Regions from separate parts of the Mus musculus genome. Here region 1 is linked to region 2. Evidence: chromatin contacts called from public HiChIP or PLAC-seq data. All regions are on one chromosome and are shown on one strand. The core of a region is the stretch at or near the end of the contact, and the rest is flanking DNA. Distances in the headings are between cores, read along the strand shown. Region 1 overlaps Zan (zonadhesin). Region 2 overlaps Ephb4 (Eph receptor B4).

The links. HiChIP or PLAC-seq counts read pairs in DNA pulled down with a chosen protein or histone mark.
Region 1: a contact with region 2 is called in an HNF4G HiChIP or PLAC-seq map of pancreatic cancer cells. The contact joins two enhancer-like sites. A contact is called at or near these places in 2 of 15 datasets of contacts at CTCF or cohesin (the NIH/3T3 cell line and pro-B cells), 5 of 484 Hi-C or Micro-C datasets (the AML12 cell line, colorectal tumor organoids, cortical neurons and 1 more), 2 of 115 datasets of contacts at active chromatin or transcription factors (large pre-B cells and pancreatic cancer cells) and 2 of 9 other capture datasets (adipose tissue and pancreatic islet).

What each region holds. Positions count from the first base shown.
Region 1 is chr5:137,454,763-137,457,679 of GRCm38.p6, forward strand. Zan (zonadhesin) reads right to left here. Exons shown (of 88, transcript NM_011741.2): 18 at 1,805-1,929; 19 at 1,427-1,572; 20 at 490-633. Among named protein-coding and RNA genes, the nearest start is that of Zan, 21 kb to the right of the region's middle. Within about 2 kb of position 1,314, at least 51 of the 459 cell types and tissues checked have an H3K27ac peak or open chromatin away from gene starts, as enhancers often do. A contact at or near this core is called in colorectal tumor organoids and pancreatic cancer cells, where this site is marked.
Region 2 is chr5:137,373,996-137,377,235 of GRCm38.p6, forward strand. Ephb4 (Eph receptor B4) reads left to right here. Exons shown (of 17, transcript NM_010144.6): 17 at 1-527. Among named protein-coding and RNA genes, the nearest start is that of Ephb4, 26 kb to the left of the region's middle. Within about 2 kb of position 1,841, at least 61 of the 459 cell types and tissues checked have an H3K27ac peak or open chromatin away from gene starts, as enhancers often do. A contact at or near this core is called in colorectal tumor organoids and pancreatic cancer cells, where this site is marked.

The DNA.
Region 1 (2,917 bases), core at 64-2,563, 80 kb after region 2:
AGCCACACCCACAGCCCCTCACTGGGGGATTCTAGGCAGGGGCTCTACCACTGAGCCACGCCCCCAGCCCCTCCCTGGGGGATTCTAGGCAGGTGCTCTACCACTGAGCCACACCCACAGCCCCTTACTGGGGGATTCTAGGCAGGTGTTCTACCACTGAGCCACGCCCCCAGCCCCTCACTGGAGGATTCTAGGCAGGGGCTCTACCACTGAGCCACGCCCCCCAGCCCCTCACTGGGGGATTCTAGGCAGGTGCTCTATCACTGAGCCACGCCCCCAGCTCCTCCCTGGGGGATTCTAGGCTCTACCACTGAGCTGTATCCTCAGCTCTTGGATTTTAGAAATCAGATCTTGATGTCTGCAGATCCAGACATCCCTGCATCTTCTGGAATGACAGACAGGAACAACTAAGCCCAGCACTGGTAGATCTGAAAATGGGCAAAAGTCGAGGAAGAGTAGTCCCAGCCCACAGTGGGGACCCTCACTCACTCCTTGTCCTCATCCTCTTCCACCTGCCAGCTCAGCCTCAGCTCCTCCTCATCGTGTGTCATCATGCCATCTGACTTCAGGTTGTCGTTGCTGCTGTCCCCGTCATAGTTCCCACAGAAACCACAGAGTTTGCCCGAGAAGGTACTGTGGGTCCAGGAGAGGGGTGAGTCATGACTGAGGAAAAGGGTCTCAGTCATCAGAGACCACAGCAAGAGGACAGTGAGCTGTGCGCCCTGAGGGTAAGAGCCAGGAATGCATTGAGAACATCTACTCTTAAGAGTCTGTGATAGGCTTCAGATATGTAAGACCCCCACTCAGCCTCAGCCTGAGCCATCTGTACAGGGTCTCCTCTGTTCTTTCTGCTTAACAACTCTACTCTCTCTTGGGTTTAAATCTCTCTCCTCTCTCTCTCTCTCTCTCTCTCTCTCTCTCTCTCTCTCCCTCCCTCCCTCTCTCTCAGTGTGTGTGTGTGTGTGTGCTCTCTCTCTCTCTTCCTCTCTCTCTCTCTCTCTCTCTCTCTCTCTCTCTCTCTCTCTCTCTCTGTGTGTGTGTGTGTGTGTCTGTATGTGTGTGTCTGTATGTGCCTGTGTGTTCCAGGGGTGGAATTAGCTCTTTACCAGCTGAGCCACCTCCCTTGTCATCTTTGTCCACCCATCTGGGGAGCCACTATTCCCTGAAGAATGATATCTTCTCTTCTGACAGCTCTTGAGCGTCCCCGAGTGACTCTTTATAACACATTCCCAAGGCCCTGTGTACATATCTGCTATTACCCCACTGCCCTCACTCCACTTCCTACTGTTTCCCTTCTGCCACTTGGGTGAGATGCAGCCTAGCTTTAAGGACACGTGTAAATGATTAACCACAAGTAACTGAAATGCCTGGGGTGAGGCCGAGGGTGTGGAGGGTTCTGGCTGCCTGACTAGGCCGTCTCCCTTACCTGGACACAGTCACAAAAAGCTGCTGGTCACCATCCCATCTCACACGCAAACCAAATGTTGTCCTCAGCTCCACAAATCTCCCACTCAGACCCACATAGGTGTCATCAGAAAGTATGGCTGGGAGGGTGACTTCCTGATCCCCAATCTGGGAGAGAGGAGACAGAGAGACTGATGTGGGGGGGGTGTCAAGTAGGACCATAAAACTCTAACACCTCATCCAAGGCCAGAGCACATCACCACTCCACGGCATCCCTCCAACTTCTCTCCTCTAGACTGGCTTGAAGCATCATCATTTTGCTTAGTCCCAACCCTAACAGAGTCTCCAGGCTGACCATGGCCTGGCCTGGTGGAGTGAGCAAAGGATAGAACTAACTCACCAATGTGTGTCTGCCACTGATCATGGTAACGGTAGTCTCTGGCAGAGAGATGACAACTTTGTCCAGGCAGGATACACCTTCTACTCCACGTTCTTCGGTGTTTGCTGTTATCCTAAAGAAGTGGTCTAGATGGAGAGAGAGCAGTGCTGAGGGGCTAAGTCACAACCAACTATTTGCTTGGTTGGTTGGTTGGTGATTTGATTGTTTGGTTGGTTGTTAGTTGTTTGTTTGTTTGTTTGTTTGGTTGGTTGGTTGGCTGGTTGATTTCAGACAGGGTCTCATTATATCTAAGGCTAGCTTCAAACTTTTTCACATTGCTGAGTATGACCTTAAACTCTGGGGATACCACCTCCTCCTCTCCAGTGCTCAGATTATAGATATTTGCTACCATGTCCAGCTTAGGTGGCTCTGGGGGTGGAAGCCAGGGCTTTGTCTAAACTGGCACTTAAGCAACAGAGCTACATCCCCAGTCCCTGTTGGATTTGGGACAGTCTTACTATGTATGCCAAGCTAAAACTCAAAATCTTCTTGCCTCCACCTCCAGAATGCTGGGATTAAAAGCATGTACCACCCATTCTCTGCTTTCTGAGACCCTAGTTGTGGTGGCGGTGTCCAACTTGGCACTACAGGGTAGAGGGCTCAGGATATATCTCTGAGACAGTAAAGGACTCAGAATCCAAATGGAAAGGGCCATGCCATGATTGTCTCCTTTCAAGATTGCCTGTCTCCCCTCAATGGACTGGGACATCTTCAGGAAATCATGTTCATTTGTGACTCCGTCTCACCCTTTTTGTGAGACAAGGCTCCCAAGTAGCCCAGGCTAGCCTCAGACTCTCTGTAACTGAGATGACTTTGTAGTGCTGACCTTCCTGCCTCCAGCTGCCCAGTGCTGAGAGGAGAGGTGAGTACTCCAAGTGGTTAATGAGGCTCTAGGACTGGAAAGCAGGACCTCTACTAACTGACCCACATCCCCAAAACAAGAGTCCCTTTTACAGTCATTGTCTCTTTCCCAGGGGAAGCATCCACAGCAGCAGGGCACTTCAGCTGTTTCTCCAGGACTGTGGGCCTGAAAGCACTCCCACTGTGTGTGCATATCCCAACTGCTCTTTAACA
Region 2 (3,240 bases), core at 591-3,090:
AGTGGAAAATGCCGTCCCAGGAGGCAGGAAGGGGCTGTCAGGACCCGGTGATGTAATCATTGGGTTTTGATGTCCTGACTTGCTGTCACCACCAAAGGCAATCATTTTTCCCTTGTAAATGCCCCTCCCCTCATCTGCCTTCATATTGAAGGTTCTGAAGTTTTACTGTTTTTTATTTTGTTAATTTTTTCCTCCTTCCCCCCTCCCTCCCCTTCTTGTCCAGATTTTGTGTGTTAAAGGGCACCTGGTTCCACTATCTCCTGTTGGGAACAAGGACCCATCGATATGTTCTAGAACAGTGCCTTGGAAATGCCACAGCCTTAGACAGTTCCTTCTTCCTTTCCTCCCCCCAAGTGCCCCCAAGCTGTGTTGTGTGGAGGGAAGGGGGGTGATGTTGTAAAAGGGACAGGAGGTTGGTGGTGGTCAACAGAGGCAGACAACGGTGCTTGGAAGGGGGTTCTTAAATTATATTTAAAAAGAAACTTTTTTTTTTTTATAAATAAAAAAAAAAGGGGGATATGTCTCAGTCCAGAGGGTGACTGGGAGCTGGGGTTGACCAGATTTCTGAGACTAGGGGACCCCTAGGAGTGTGGATTTGGAGGGTCAGGTCAGGTGGTTGGGATTATGGTGTGAGGAGGGGCTGGGTGTTGGTTCTCAGCCCCAAGGTGTTTTGTTTGGGTTGGTGGGAGGTGAGTCACTGGCAGCTGGTGCTAACTGCTCCAGCTGCCCCTGCCAAGAGCCTCCGGCACCTCCGGGGTGGGGCAGACACCTTCTGCCCCTCCTCTGTCTCCTTAGCTCTGGCAGGGGGTTGTATAAGAGAAGCCAAGCGTGTAGCCCATAGTCCTGCCCTAGAACTGCTTTAAAAGGATAAGGGGGCACGGGTGACTGTGGGTGGGGGGTCCCAGTTAGGTGCCCACAAACTTAGGCTGGATGTCCATAGCTGGGGTTGGTTTGGTGGTAATGGGAGAGCCAGCATTGGCTGTGAGGGGAGGGGAAGATGGGGAGTGGCTGAAAGGGGGCCCTCACATCTGTGTACTTATGCCAGGTAGCTCTCAGGACAATTCCCCCATTCAAGATGCTGCCCAGGCAGGTTTTCCTGGCCTCCTGGGAAGGGGAGGGGGAGCCGCTCCAATGAGTCTGCTGCTAACTTCTCCCAGACAAGGAAAAGGAGGATAGGGTCCATACTCCATTCCAGCCTCTCCACTTCCCCCACTGTTTTCTCGGCCCCCTCTCTGCTCCTGGGTATGCCTTCCCATTGGGACACCTGTAAGGGCCAGTTAGTGCAGGCTAGCCTGATTGAGCTGCAGTGGATGTGAGGGGTGCAGAACCTCACACACTGGCCCCAAGGCAGTGTTGCTATCATTTCCCCTGCACGAATGTGTGTGTGTGCGCACGCGAATGTGCATGCTCATGCATGAACATTAAGTGAGAAAGACTGATTCTCTGCAGGTCCTCTCATTCCCCTAAAACTGGCCATGTGGGCTAGCCTGGTCAGCCACATGGCCTAGGAATTGTTTCTTCCCTCCACAGTTCTAGAAGGGTAAGCCCATACTACCATTCCCACCGGCCCCTCCTCTGCTGCAAACAGCGGAGCTTCGAGCTTGCTTGCTGACTGAACTAGCTGCCAGAACCCATACCCCTTCTTGTATTTTGTAAACCAGGGCTTGCTAATAACCCAGGCCAGCCTTGGTACTCACTATCCTCCTGCCTCAGCCTCTGGAATTCTGGGATTATGGCATGAATCACACTAAGTCCTTTGTCTCCTCTCCCTGGGTGACATTTAATATCTCTGGAGGGTGGGAGGGGCTCATTACTACCAGGAAGGGGAGTGTCCCAGGGGACACTAATCCAGCCAACTGCCTTTCGCTGCCAAACAGACATCCTGGCTAGATACAGTGACCTCCACAGAGAGCTGCTACGGGAAAGAAAGATGAAGGTCACAGCATCCAAGCAGTACAAAGATGGAGGCCAGGGGGAGAAATGGGGCTCTAGGCAGGAGGTTAACCTGCTGAGGGGCACTGTGCCTTCTGTCCTAGTGAGGGAAACCAGGGTCCTGCAGAGCATGTCCCACCCCTGTCCTGGGCCCTTTCCATAATATTGAGTTTGGCTGACTTCAGGAAAGGTCTCCAAAGGTATAGTTGTCACACAGATTAATAATATCTCCCTGGCCTGTGTCCTCCCTGCCTCAAAGCACTCTGGCCAAGTCTTGGTTTCTTGAGGTCTTCACAGTCTGATCCATTATACACCTTGGCCTCCTTTGGCTGAACCAGGTGGTCACTTCTACCTGGTTGTCAGAATGGCTCCTAAAGCCAGTAACTCCACCCTCGGTTCCCATAGCAACCTCCTGAAGGGCTCTTTGAAGGAACGAAGAATGAGGGATAGATACCCTCTGGAAAAATCCCAACCGGAAACAGGAAACCCAGAATGCCCTTGCTTCCCCCTAGTGGAGGAATTCAGGCTAAGCCCTCTCAGAGCTCAGGGAGCTCCAGGTCAGCAAACTGAGGCCACCTTAAAAAATAACTTGGAGGCGGGTACTGGTGGCGCACGCCTTTAATCCCAGCACTTGGGAGGCAGAGGCAGGCGGATTTCTGAGTTTGAACTCTACAAAATGAGTTCCAGGACAGCCAGGACTACACAGAGAAACCCTGTCTCCGGGGGGGGGGGGGGAACCTTGGGGTAGGGGCATAGCAGTGACATGTCAGCAGGTCCAAGTGCTTGCTGCCAAAAGTGACATAAGCTTGGTCCCTAAGCCCCGCATGGTAAAGAAACACTGGCTCCTGCTTGCTGTCTTCTGACCTCTACGTATGTGTGTGAGCATTAGTAAATGTAAAAGAAAGCCCACTGGGGTGCTGGAGAGATGGCTCTCTTGGTAAAGTGTTCATCACATTAATGAGGACCAGAACCCATGTAAATGGCCCGATGTAGTGATGCACAGCACAAGGACAGTGGAGGAGATATGGGAGGGAGAGACGGTTTCCATGGAAACTGGCTGACCCGCCAGCCTAGCTCCTTGTCAAAGTCTAGTGGGAGACCGGGCAGTGGTGGCACTGGCACACGCCTTTAATCCCAGCACTTGGGAGGCAGAGGCAGAGGCAGGCGGATTTCTGAGTTCGAGGCCAGCCTGGTCTACAGAGTGAGTTCCAGGACAGCCAGGGCTACAACAGAGAAACCCTGTCTCGAGGAAAAAAAAAAAAAAAAAAAAAAAAAAGGCGGAAAGGACCTGAGGAATGGTGGCAGAGG